Linked DNA regions of Sus scrofa: region 2 is linked to region 1. A link is a contact called in public Hi-C data. All regions are on one chromosome and are shown on one strand. The core of a region is the stretch at or near the end of the contact, and the rest is flanking DNA. Distances in the headings are between cores, read along the strand shown. Region 1 has its middle 68 kb from the start of MIR133A-2. Region 2 holds the start of LOC100525229.

Region 1 (6,564 bases), core at 1,786-4,285:
AAAAGAGCAAGAAGGCGTCACCCCAGTGTCTCCTGCGGGGGAAAAGCACTGCCACCATGCTGTCCTGCACCTCCTCTCCATCCCATTATGTCCCAGGAATCCTGAGGGCTTGTTATTTCACAACATAGGAACCTCAGACTGCAGGTTGGAAAAAATAGGAATCATCTCCCTCTGGTTTCAGCAGAGTATTTACCTCTGTGTGGGACCTTAGGCATTTCCTATGTGAAGGTGAAGGAAGACACACCGTCCTGCTGGCCCCACTGGGGAGGGCAGGTGGTGTTCTCTGTGCCCCCACCTGGAATTCTGCTTGCACAGGGGAAACCAAGCTTCCTGAACAAGAAGTGTTTTCTATCTGTGTGTGTGGTCAGAGGCTGTCAGACCGGGCCTCAACTGAGGAAATTGTTCATTAAAGAGAAACCTCTAAATTTTTTTCTCTTTTTAAGGGGATGTTCTAGGTGTGAAGTAACTGCCTAATAAACGTCAAGACGGTGAGTAAATGTGACATTCTTGTGCGTCAGGATAGCAACGTAAGCACTTATTGAGTACCTACCACACACAGTGCATTATACATATCGTCTGATTCCGTCACTGAATTTCATTTTACCTGTGAGGATGGGGAGGTTCAGAGAAATTCAGCAAATTTCTCAGTTTTTCATTTAGTTAGTAGCTGCACTAGGGTTCCAACATTAGTTTTCTTTTTCTTATCTCCCCTCCCTCCCTTCCTATCTTTTTTTTTTTTTTTAAACCACAACCTGATATCGCACACCTGCCTTTGATGGGAGCTCTGAGGTCTGTCAGGAAAAAAGGTGATGTGAGAATTGACTGTCAATGAGAGTTTCAAGTTGAATGGGAAGAACCCAGGCGGTTAGTAACATACCTCACCTTCCCCCTTCTTGAGTTTTTCCCTGAAGGATTGTAGGAAAAAAAAAATTCCCTGGACTGGTGTCTTCCTTGGTGCACCAACTCCTCTCTCCCACGAGGGGTCAGTAAAATCCTCTTAGTGACCTGAAGAGCTGCTGCTGCCATTAGGACTCCATGGCTTAGCCCTGGGGCAGGGGGATCTTTCTGCTGTTGGAGGGAGCTCTGCCTTTCACGTACTCTCTTTCGCATGCCTCTTTCTTCAAGCCGAATTCATCTGACACCTGCACCCCATCCCCACGTTACCTTCTGGTGTGAAATGGATGAAATGAACACAAAGCCTTAATTTACTCTTTTCTTTTAAAATAGTGTTTCAGTTAACAATGACTGAAATAGGAGTTCCTGTTGTGGCGCAGTGGAAACGAATCCAACTAGGAACAATGAGGTTGTGGGTTCGACCCCTGGCCTTGCTCAGTGGGTTAAGGATCTGGCGTTGCTGTGAGCTGTGATGTAGGTCGCAGATGTGGCTGGGATCCTGCGTTGCTGTGGCTGTGGTGTAGGCTAGCAGCCGTAGTTCTGATTCAATCCCTAGCCTGGGAACCTCCATGTGTCACAGGTATGGCCTTAAAAAAAGAAAAAAAATGATTGAACATAAAACAGGGTTACAAATTATTAAAGTTCTATGTTTTGTAATTGTTGTATCTAAGTATTCAGAATGAGAACTGACAGGTCAAAAGCACTAATCATACATTTAACATGTATGAAGTACCTCCTAAGGTGTGGTGGCTCATTCTTCCCATGGCATTTGAACCCTGGCAGTCCAGCTCCAGTCTCTGACCCTAGTCTGTAGCACATAGCCTCTCGACCAGACAAACAGAAATCAGTGCCTTCCATGGTTTTGGCAAAAGAGGTATTCAAGTTAATATGGACATTCAAGATCAAGGTTTTTGTGGGGCCTGGAGCTTATATAATTTGGGATGTCCTCTTTAGGAAAACAATAGAAAATCACAAATACAAACGTAGACATTAAAGTAATTTTTTTTTTTTTTGGTCCTTTTGCCATTTCTTGGGCCGCTCCCGTGGCACATGGAGGTTCCCAGGCTAGGGTCGAATCGGAGCTGTTGTTGCTGGCCTATGCCAGAGCCACAGCAACGCAGGATCCGAGCCGGGTCTGCTCACGGCAACACCGGATGGTTAACCCACCAAGCAAGGCTAGGGATTGAACCTGCAACCCCATGGTTCCTAGTTCGATTCGTTAACCACTGAGCCACGACAGGAACTCCAGTAAATTTTTATTTAGAATGAGAAAAATAAATCACAGCAAATTGCAATTAGGAAAAAAGACTACAAATATTTCCAAATCGGGGATGGGGGGAACATATTTTTATTAAGAAATCCCTTTATTGTAAATGCTTCCCCCACACACACCCCATCCCTAATATCTTGACTGGAGACCAGGCCATTTTGACTAGGTGTTAATACCTAAATCTTTGGCTCACCATTTACATGTCCGATGATTGGAAGAATTTTTCACAGGCCAGCTTCCAGTTGCCTTTATTGCAAATGTTTTTTCTCCCGCACGACCCATGTATGAGGGGGCCATGGGACACATGTATCCTGACGGACCCTCTTGGCCCTGCCTTCTTTCATCACACCACCAGGCAGGGAGGGGGAGAGGCGTGGTCCTAGAAGCCATGTCCATACCAGGCTGGCTTAGCAATCACTTCAACATACAGAGAAGCCACCACAAGCCATGTCGATGTCTGCCCTTGACACAGAGAAGCAGAAGAAAAGTGGGAGTGCAAACACTAAGTAGTCTTCACCAATTGCCCTTGAAATATATGACTTTTAGAGTTCCCACTGTGGCACAGCGGCTTAAGGATCCAGAGCTGCTGCAGCTGCAGCTCGGATTCGATCCCTGGCCGGGAACTTCCTTATGTGATGGTTGCGGCCAAAGGTGGGAAACAAAACAAAATATTACTTTCACCTATTTTACAAACAATGTGACCCTATGAACCACTCCGGGACCCTTCCCCAGGTTTGGGAGGGGCCTGCCTGAGGGCCTGTGGCTCAGGCCTCTTGAGGATTAGGGGAAATGCCCCCAGACGTCCTTACGGAGCTAACTCAGGCCTGGCCTTTCTGTGGCTGGAGGGGAGTGTGCCAGCAGATGGCAGAGAGTCACCACCGCCTGTTGCTGGCAAGGACACCATCTCCATCTAGTGAGAGGATCTCTCCAACAGCAGGCAGGCCAGGCACAGGATCACAGGTTTCCCCATTACCCCCAATGTTGCAGTCTCTTCGAGGATAAAACGCAATAGGGAAGGGCGGTATCGTTATATCAGTAAGAAAGATCAAGGGACAGCGGGACAAAAGTGCTTGTGCAGCAGACACCTAACAACATGCAGCTTTCTCGTGTTAGCCACGTCCCTGGGGACCCGGTGCAGATGGAAGCCTTGCTCATCCCTCTCCCTTGGCCTGAGAACTTCTCCATCCAGGGCACGTCCTACACTCTGCCCCCGAGCCCTGGAGCCTTCCCAGGAGTGTCAAGATGGGGATCTCTCCTCTATCCCAACTCCTACAAGTTTTAACAGTTCCCATCACAGCTATTTGTTAAGGACCTATTCTGGGTGAGCCTTTGGTTTAACCTCAGGGGTTTGCTTACAAAGCATTTTATGTGAGTCCCATCTCTGTTGAGCCAAATTATAAACAAATTGATGACAGGGACCAGGATTTCTTGCTGGCCTATCGCAGCTGTGGGCATGTCAGCACTGGATAAATACTCAAGTGATTGATGCAGGTCCGTCTCCTCTCTGAGGACCGAACCTCTTGGCAGCTTCCTCTGAGGAGCCTGGAGGCTCCCTAGCCTGGTGGAGAAGGAGATAAAGTTCCCTGAAGGGATTCTAATGGGGTCCCCTACCCTCGCTGTGGGGCTCTCTCACAGTTGGTAGCTCAGATCACAAGCAACTTTTCTTCTCCAGGGAACTGGTTAGAGGCTTTGATTTTTGCAAAATGGTCTTCCGAATCTAGTGACTGCCACCCCTCGCCCAGGTTTCTTTCTTTTTCTTCCTTTTTTTTTTTTTTTTAGGGCCACACCCATAGCATATGGAGGTTCCTAGACTAGGGGTCAAATTGGAGCTGTAGCTGCCACCCTACACCCCAGCCACAGCAACACTGGATCCAAAACACATATGTGACTTATGCTGCAGCTTGTGGCAACACAGGACCTTAACCTACTGATCAGGGCTGGGGATTGAACCTGCATCCTCATGGATACTAGTTGGATTTGTAACCCACTGAGCCACAATGAGAACTCCCCAGATTTTTTACTCAAAACTGGATCTAGCCCGGTGTCTCCTAATGTCATGAGTACATCCGACCTTCTCTTGTCATGTGTCTGTCCGGGGAGGCATGGGCAGAGCGACTCAAGTCTCACCCTGACCTGGTTTCAGTGCTCTGTCCCCTTGCCTCCTCGCCCTGCTTTCCTCCTGTGCTTAGGACCCTCCAAAGGCTTTGCCTCTAACCTGGGAAAGAAAACAGAATCCCTCCATGGTCCAGGCCCCTGGCATCCTCCCACCCCAGCCTCTCACTGCCTCCTTTTTCTTTCCCAAACATGCCACCCACTTTTCTACCCCTGGGCCTTGCATCTGCTGTTCCCTCCACCTTCAACGACTTTCCCATGAACATTCACAGGGCTCACCCCTCACTTCCTTCAGGCATCTGCTCAAATGTCTCCTCACCAAAGAGGGCTTCCCCGACGACTCTGAGTGTAACAACCAGTCCCCACCCTTTCTTACCCTGGTCCCCTCACTGTACCATTTTTCCTTGTTCACTGTTTTTCTCCCCCAACCAGAACATAAATTCTGTGAGGGCACAGCCTCTGCCAATCTTGGTCATGATTGTATTCCCAGTGCTCAGAACAGATTCTGACACATCCTAGCAGGCATCCATTAAACACGTGTTGAAAGATCAGATTAAGTGAAATAATATGTGAAACTGCTTCATAAGGAGATTACCAAAAGTAAGTTGTCACCAATGCAACAATCGCTAATAATTATCGATTATTTACTAATGCCAATCACCATGCTAAGAGTTTACATCTCATTTAATTTGCACAGCACCAAGATTCCTATTGTCGTTTATGATTTTTAGTCAAATAAACTGTTTTCTTAGTAACTTGGGCCCTGATAAGGAAGAAGGAAAACAGAGTTACCAGTTGGTTAAAATGCTGCAAACCCACACCTGGAGTGACTTGTCTTGTCTTTTTTTTTTGTCTTTTTGCCTTTTCTAGGGCTGCTTCCGCGGCATATGGAGGTTCCTAGGCTAGGAGTCCAATTGGAGCTGTAGTTGCCGGCCTGCGCCAGAGCCACAGCAACACGGGATCCGAGCCATGTCTGCAGCCTACACCACAGCTCACAGCAACGCCGGATCCTCAACCCACTGAGCAAGGCCAGGGATTGAACCCTCAACCTCATGGTTCCTAGTTGGATTTGTTAACCACTGAGCCACAATGGGAACTACTCATTTTTTTTTTTTTTTTAACATGACATTGTGATGTCTAAGTTGTGTTTGTTTCCCCAAACCAATTTCTCTGAACTTGGCTGGGCTCTGTGTGAGGACAAGACATTGGGGAAAGTAAATGAAGCCCTTGAAAACATGTTGGCCTGTCATTTTCCCTGCGCTTCTCCCCACCCTGATCCTCTAATAATGTTCTTGCTGGGGAAAAGGACATAGACAGAACCCTACCAGCAGGCTAAGAATTCTTGGTCTGAAGAAGCCTTTGAGGTCATCAGCCTGCTCCCCTTTTTTTGATTTTCCAAGGAGGAAATCCAGCCTTCAGGAAGCCATTCTCCCAATGGGGTGGCATTACTTTTCTTTATCAAACTCTTTGTCCAAAATCAGAAGATGAACCATATACATCACCAATACACCTTTAACTTGGCCGGCCACTTGATGGTTTTAAGGGACAAGGGGCCATGCCTGCTCTATTTTTGCTGACTTCTTCCTACAAAACTGACACCAGGTGTTTGACATCCATCCCTTAAAAATTATTTGGGACTCTGCTATTCTCTTAAGTGATACACCGGTGTCTTTTCTGATGACAGCAAAGTAACAGCGTGCTCAGCTAAATGAAGAGCTGGAGTTTCACATGGTATAGAGATATGTTTTCCAAAAACCTGCTGCCAGAATCTATCATCACAAATTTGAAACCCCAGCTTGGTGGGGGAAAGTATTCCTGAAAACACTTGGAAGCCATGGGCAAGACAGTTTTGCTCAGAAGAGTGATTCAAAAACATTCTTCACCCTTGTTTGCGAATTGTCTAAGAGAGGGAAGGCAGCGTTCTAATATTCCTTTCTTTTTCTGTCATGTTTAATTTCAAATTAGCACTTGCCATTGTTTTCACGGAATAAATGAAAACAATTATAAAATGGATTCCATGTCTTTCCAGAGTTCTTTCAGATTGTCAGAAACAGGGAAATATCTTAAAATTTCCCAGGAAACGCCCACATCAGCATAACAGGTCAGTACCATGCAGTGCCATGCCATTGTGCATTTCCCGGGCCTCTCACTCAAATAGTATTTTAAAAAGACATTCCGAATGCACTCTGGTGCCAAGAGGTTGCTGCCTAGATATTCTGTGATGATGATGAGCAGCCTTCTAAGTGCATGTGCTGAATTTGGGAAACATAACACCGAAGCACATAAAG
Region 2 (6,564 bases), core at 1,089-3,588, 220 kb after region 1:
CTCCCGGGTGTCAGCTATTGTGCAGGGAAATTCACAAGGACAACCTCGTGTTTGGCAAATATAAAAAAACACACACGCAGCAGGAATCAGGTTCGTGCCGGGGCTCGGTCTTCTCTGGGCTCAGGCTTGGAGGCCGTTCACAGGCTGGACTCTTACTTAGCCAATTTATTTGCTAACTTGTCTTCCTTAGACAGCATCTCGCTAAGATATGAATTAGAAAAAGATAACTTCGCTTTCGAGAGCAAACCATAGAAACATTTAAGAACAATTGGACTCAAAGGAAATCAAATGCCCACAATCTTTCTGTAACGGCTTATAAGTGAACTTCTGCAAAACTCAGTCTACGTAAAAATTTGGTCAGAACTCACGTAGAAACCAAAAGAAAGGCATTGGAAGCCCTGGTCGGAGTTGAGTGGACGGCGGACGCCGGACTATCTCTTCTGGTAGATGCATTCAATCGAATTCAGGTTAAAATTTAAAGTCCCTGGATCCTGCTCCAGTCGCCAATCTCCGTTCCAGAGTTTTCTACCTTCAGTCTTTCCGAATTACGGCCACGCTGAAACTGGGAGCCGCCGCAGTGATTGGGGGAGGCGAAGAGGAATGTAATAAAAGTGACTAAATTGGATGAGAACGGTTTATGGACCTTCTCGGTAGCAATTTAAAATTCAGAAGTGTTTAACAGCTATTTACAACGAAGAATGAAAAAAAGAAAAGGAGAATCGTGGACTTCCTCGATTCTGCACCTTCCTCCCCCGCGCTGCCTGGCCCTGTCCCCTTGTCCCCCAGGATACACAGGCTCACAAGTCACAGTTACATAGAAAGGAAACATTTAGCCATGACTTCTCACAATCTCTCCAAACTCTTAAATTTTATTATGTCCCTACCTACCCGGGTTCAACTCTATGCAACTCTCCCTTCCCCAACTGGAAACACACACACACACACACACACACACACACACACACGCGCGCGCACGCGCGCGCGCGCGCACACACACACACACACACACACACACAGCCCAAAGGCTTTCAGGGAGACTGACCTTTAGAAAATCATTTACTTCGATTTACCTGGAAAAAAAGTGTAAAAATCCATTCCTACAAAACAACTCCTCCTGCCCTAGTTAAAATTTTCGACAGCCTTCTGGGGTCACAGCTGTCGGAAGAAATCCTTTTTGTGAGCGTAAGGGAGCGAGACATACATCACGGCTCCTGCCGAGGACGAACCTGCGGGCCGCGCGACTCCCTGCTGACAGATCGGCGCTGATAACCCCGCGACGTTCATTTCCAGTCCCTTTGCCGGCGAAGGACCGTATCAGTTTGTACACAGTTGTGATAACCATTTGGAGGGAGCGAAGAAGGGGTGTGTATGTGAGGGTGGGGGTGGGGAAGTGGTATTTAGCCCTGGAACCAGGGAAGGTGACCCCCCTCCTCTTTCCAACGACTTATATGTGACTTACCTGAAGTTCTCCAGGGAAAGCTCAGAGCAAACAGGACACCAGAACTCGGAGAGCGCGACTGGCCTAGTAGCCCTTGTCCCTTCTGCGCACCTCGTGGACTAACCTTTACGTACACCAGGGCCCCGAATTAAAAGTTCTCAGAGATTAGCTGGGGAGTGCCGACGTGTACCTCCCGAAACTTCCCAGGAATTTAGTACCGTTTGTAAAAAGCGGAGCAGAGATAGGGAGCTAGGCGCTCTAGTTCCTTCTTTCCTACATCACAGGAGACTAGACCCCCGACGGCCACCAGGACCTGAGCCCCAAGGTCTCGAGAAGAGGTCGGGAAACATACACAACTACGGGGCAAAAAGTTCATTTAATGTGGAGGCAGCAGTGGGGGAGACCAGCGGAGGAAGGCACTTTCCCCTCACTTTCTGAGGGCTCGCTGACCCCCGAGATGGCGCGTCTCTCCCGCTGCGGAGACAGCGTTGGACTATGCATAGTCAACCCTGCCAGCGCCTCCCCCCCTTGAGTATGTGTGTAACTGGGGGAGGAGGAATGGGTGTGGGTCGCCAGCCAGGTCAGGCGTTCTGCCACCTCTGCCCCTCCCCCGGCGTCCCCGGGATCGGCGCCCCCTGGGTGGACTTGCTCTTAGTCCTAGGACCGCGCTCGCAGCTCAGCCCACACCCGCAGGCTGCGCGGGACTCATTGTCTGCCCTAGCAGCGCGCTCCCCTCCCCCGCCGCCCGCCTTCCCCTCCCCACCCTCTTTTCTCTCCTCCCCTCGTTCCCTCCTCCTCCTCCTCCTCTTCACCTCCAGCGCCCAGCTGCTCGCTGAGCGCAGTTCCGACCCACAGCCTGGCACCCTTCGGCGAGCGCTGTTTGTTTAGGGCTCGGTGAGTCCAATCAGGAGCGCAGGCTGCAGTTTTCCGGCAGAGCAGTAAGAGGCGCCTCCTCTCTCCTTTTTATTCACCAGCAGCACCGCGCAGACCCCGGACTCGCGCTCGCCGGCTGGCGCCTTCGGCCTCTCTCCACATTCGGGAGCACACTCCTCCACCGCTGTTCTCCATGCGCTGCGCCCACCCCAGGTTCGGCTGCTACCTCTCTTGCTCGAGCACCCCTCTTTCTTCCTCTGCACCCCCCACCCAACGCAGGCCCCTCGGCCTCGGCTCTCCGGCCCTCTGCGGGCCGCGATCGGCTCCAAGGGTGTCTATCTTATCCACTCCTGGCAGGCCGTGGCGGCTCCCAGGTTCCTGGATACCGCGGACTAACTTCTGGTGTCTTTTCCTCTCTCCGAAGCGCTTATCTGCGCGCACCCTTATCTCCGAGTTATCTTGGCGCAAAGGGGCGGGAGCCGGAGTCAGGCGCGCAGAGACTTCTTTCGTGCTATCTGGCCTGGGTCTGTGTGTGTATTAATTTTAGTATGGTTATCTCCGATGAGCCGAAACGATTTGGAAAAGCAGCCCCATAGAGGCCAGCTAGGCTGCGTTTGGCCTCCCTCCACCCCCTCCTAGTCTCCCTGTCATTCTTGCTGCTCTCCCTTTTGGGGTGGCTTCGTCTCCAGGGCGGTCTCAAGTCCCCCTTTCATCCCCCCCTTTTTTCCTCCGCGCTCCGCTCCACCCTGCTACGTCCATTCCGGAACCGTCTAGCCTTTCCGCGCCTGGGGATGACCGCGGGGTGGGCCGGGGTGGCCCAGCCGGCATGGCCCGGCCGGCGTGAGCGCACGCATCGGTGGCTGCGGGGGCGAGCGGTGTCTAAGGTGTGCGGCGCCACGGGGACGCGGGTTGGGCATGAGACTTCGCACTGCCTGTGCCCTGAAGGTCCGAGACTGCGGTCTCCGCCCAGGCGCCCCACCTCCCTGGGCTGGGTTGCATTTCTCTCTGGAGCTCGCGTTGCGTCTCGTCAGCGCAGTCCGGGAAGCTCTGGGAGAGCCAGTATGGGAGAACTCGGTGGTTTCGTTTTCTGGGACAGGTTGCTTTCCCTGCGCTAATGATTTTCAAGCGGGCAGCCTTCACACTGAGGCATTCCCTGCGAGGGAGCCCTCCGTACCGGGGCGTAATAAGGCAGCACCGACACGCACAGCTACTTTAACAAAAGTTCCTTTGTGTGCCATCGGCCGGGAGGGAGCCACTTCGGGGCGGAAGGAAAACCTTGGTCAGCCTCGCAGTCACCCCTGGGATCTGGCGCGCGTGTGGATGGAGGATGCTGCGAAGGAGGGTGGGAGGGGAGGGCGAGGGGACTCTGGAGGTGCGGGAGAAGGAGAGCGGGTATCCTGGTTCTGGGAGGACCTTGTGGCGGCTGAGCAGGCTCCATGCTCCTCTCTTTCCCCACCCCTAGAACCTGGGCCGAGACGGGATCTTTGAGGAATCTCATTATCTAGAGAGGGGAGTGGAAGTGAGAAGGGCAGCATGCGCTTTTGATAATTCCTTTTTATTTTTTCTCCCGACCCTGCCTCCCTCCCCACCCGGTCTCAGGAGCTAGAAGTCAGCTTGGAGCAGCGCGGGACCGTGGATGGCCTTGACTGACGGCGGCTGGTGTCTGCCAAAGCGCTTAGGGGCCGCGGCTGCGGACGCCGGCGACTCCGGAGGCTTTCCAGCGCGGGAGCCCTCTACGCCGCCTTCCCCCATCTCCTCCTCTTCCTCCTGCTGCTCACGGGGTGGGGAGCGTGGCCCCGGCGGCGCCAGCAACTGCAGGACGCCGCAGCTCGACACGGAGGCGGCGGCGGGACCCACAGCCCGCTCGCTGCTGCTCAACCCTTACGCCTCGCATCCCTTCGGGGCTCCTCACGGACCTTCGGCGCCCGGGATCTCTGCCCCCGGGGGCGCCCTGTCGAGCTGGGAGGACCTATTGCTCTTCACTGACCTCGACCAGGCCGCGACCGCCAGCAAGCTGCTGTGGTCCAGCCGCGGCGCCAAGCTGAGCCCTTTCGCACCCGAGCAGCCGGAGGAGATGTACCAGACCCTCGCAGCCCTCTCCAGCCAGGGGCCCGCCGCTTACGACGGAGCGCCCGGCGGCTTCGTGCACTCGGCGGCCGCGGCTGCAGCGGCCGCAGCGGCGGCTAGCTCCCCGGTTTACGTTCCCACCACGCGCGTGGGCTCCATGCTGCCAGGCCTACCGTACCTGCAGGGGGCGGGCAGCGGGCCCGCCAATCATGCGGGCGGCGCGGGCTCGCACCCCGGCTGGCCACAGGCCTCAGCGGATAGCCCCCCATATGGCAGCGGAGGCGGCACGGCGGGCGGCGGGGCGGCGGGGCCGGGCAGCGCAGGCTCGGCCGCGGCGCATGTCTCGGCGCGCTTCCCTTACTCGCCCAGCCCTCCCATGGCCAATGGCGCGGCTAGGGACCCCGGGGGCTACGCAGCTGCCGGCGGCGGGGGCGCGGGCGGCGTGAGCGGCGGCAGTGGCGGTGGCCTGGCGGCCATGGGCAGCCGCGAGCACCAATACAGCTCGCTATCGGCCGCGCGGCCGTTGAACGGGACGTACCATCACCATCACCATCACCACCCAAGTGCCTACTCGCCCTACGTGGGTGCGCCGCTGACGCCCGCATGGCCTGCGGGACCCTTCGAGACCCCGGTGCTGCACAGTCTACAGAGTCGCGCCGGAGCCCCGCTCCCTGTGCCTCGGGGCCCCAGCGCAGGTAAGGGTCGCGCAACCGCGCGGGGGTGGGGGCTCAAGGCGCCTAGGCCTGGCTGGACTGGGGGCGGGGGGGGGCGTTGCGGAACGCGGAGCAGCTGCTTGACTTGGGCATTCCTGTCTGAATGCCCAGAGTCTGACAGAGCTGATGTGCTGCTTCTGTTTTGCGAAGTGTCTTAGTGCCATTCCAGGAGAGAGTCTAGATGCTCAGATGTAGCTCAGTGTCTGGGAAGACGTCCAGGGACCTGATGAATAGCGACTGGGGTGGGCAGTTGGAAAAAATGAAAAAAAATGAGCCCAGGAGGGAAACGGACAGAGCCGAAGCCTGGTGGCAGACTCTAGTTTGCGTGGGCGAAATCGTGAGACTCCACTTGCGGGGTAATTTCGGGGAGTTTTCTGCATTTCATCCTCTCCTCAAATGCAATCTCACCCAATTCAACCCTCCAAAGGTTGGGAGTCGTGTGTGTGTGCGTTTTCCTCAAGGAGAGTGTTTTAAAAGAGCTCCAGAGTGGAAAAGGACCTAGTTGGCATTTAGCTCCCTGGCCCTCAGTGAGAGGGAAAGAAGAGAGGTCGGCTTTGTGACTGTCTGGAAGCGAAAGCTGGTGGAGGGGTCCTTTGGCTTGACATTAATTCCCCAAGTGTCTGGGTCTGTTGATCCCCCTCCCTTCCTGCGCCTGCCAGGCTGGAACCCGGGGTCCTGGGGCACCCACACTCATTCTTTCTCCAGAGTTCAAGCTAACAAGTTTTCAGTCTCCACTCTCACTCATGCTTTCCATTCCAGTGTCTGGGGGCAGTTTGGAGTGAACTGGGAAAACACAATTGTCAAAATACCTGGAAATGCCCCATCTTGAGAAGTGTTTGTCCTGCTCAAGCAGGGAGGGTGTGAACTGTTGTTGGCTGGCCTGATCAGGGCGCCTTGGCTCTTTTCCCCAGCAGTGGCATTCTGGGTCCTTCTTGATGCTTTCAGAGGTCTCTCTTATGGGTATTTAACCTGTTTGATATAACCTGACAGCCTCCTAAGACCGGGGGGAAAAAGTCTTTTTTTTTTTTTTTTTTTTTTTTCCTTTTTGAGGGGAGATGAGGGAGTCAAAGAGGAGGCAAAGACAAGGAGACACACATCAGCCTTACCCTCCCGGATGCTCTCACCTCTGGTCTGGGCTGTTTTGTGAGTGCCACCACAGCCGCCCTCCGTTTAGGGACTGCAAGTCTTTTAGGGTCAAGGGAGGCGTTGCCAACCTTGTGTTCCCTGGCAAGCTGGGAATGATAGTGGCCTGAAGGTGAAGGATCTGATTTGAACCACCCTCTCAGTAACATTGGGCTCAGAATTTCCTCTCCTCTCCCTTGTCCCCGGCTGGCCCTGGAGGCCATCCTGATGGCCTGTGGGTCCTGGTGTAGAGTCGGGGTAAGGAGGCAACCTGTTGAGGTGTGGAGCTCAGCACTGTCACCTTTCTTGCTACATAGGGACCCACGTCTGGCTCCTGAGGGGCAGAGAGAC

The links. Hi-C and Micro-C count contacts between places; a contact is called where the count stands out from the background.
Region 2: a contact with region 1 is called in a Hi-C map of omental adipose tissue, with 2.1 times the contacts expected there. The contact joins the promoter of LOC100525229 here to the enhancer-like site in region 1. A contact is called at or near these places in 2 of 5 promoter capture datasets (fetal liver and liver) and 9 of 47 Hi-C or Micro-C datasets (embryonic fibroblasts, epiblast stem cells, fetal heart ventricle and 6 more).

Annotation. Positions count from the first base shown.
Region 1 is chr6:107,064,041-107,070,604 of Sscrofa11.1, forward strand. No RefSeq gene overlaps it. Among named protein-coding and RNA genes, the nearest start is that of MIR133A-2, 68 kb to the left of the region's middle. Within about 2 kb of position 3,036, at least 3 of the 83 cell types and tissues checked have an H3K27ac peak or open chromatin away from gene starts, as enhancers often do. A contact at or near this core is called in omental adipose tissue, where this site is marked.
Region 2 is chr6:107,280,417-107,286,980 of Sscrofa11.1, forward strand. It overlaps LOC100525229, which reads right to left and starts at 2,339. Exons shown (of 6, transcript XM_021096175.1): 1 at 2,251-2,339; 2 at 1-562. It overlaps GATA6 (GATA binding protein 6), which reads left to right and starts at 3,911. Exons shown (of 6, transcript NM_214328.2): 1 at 3,911-5,073. The coding sequence starts at 3,948.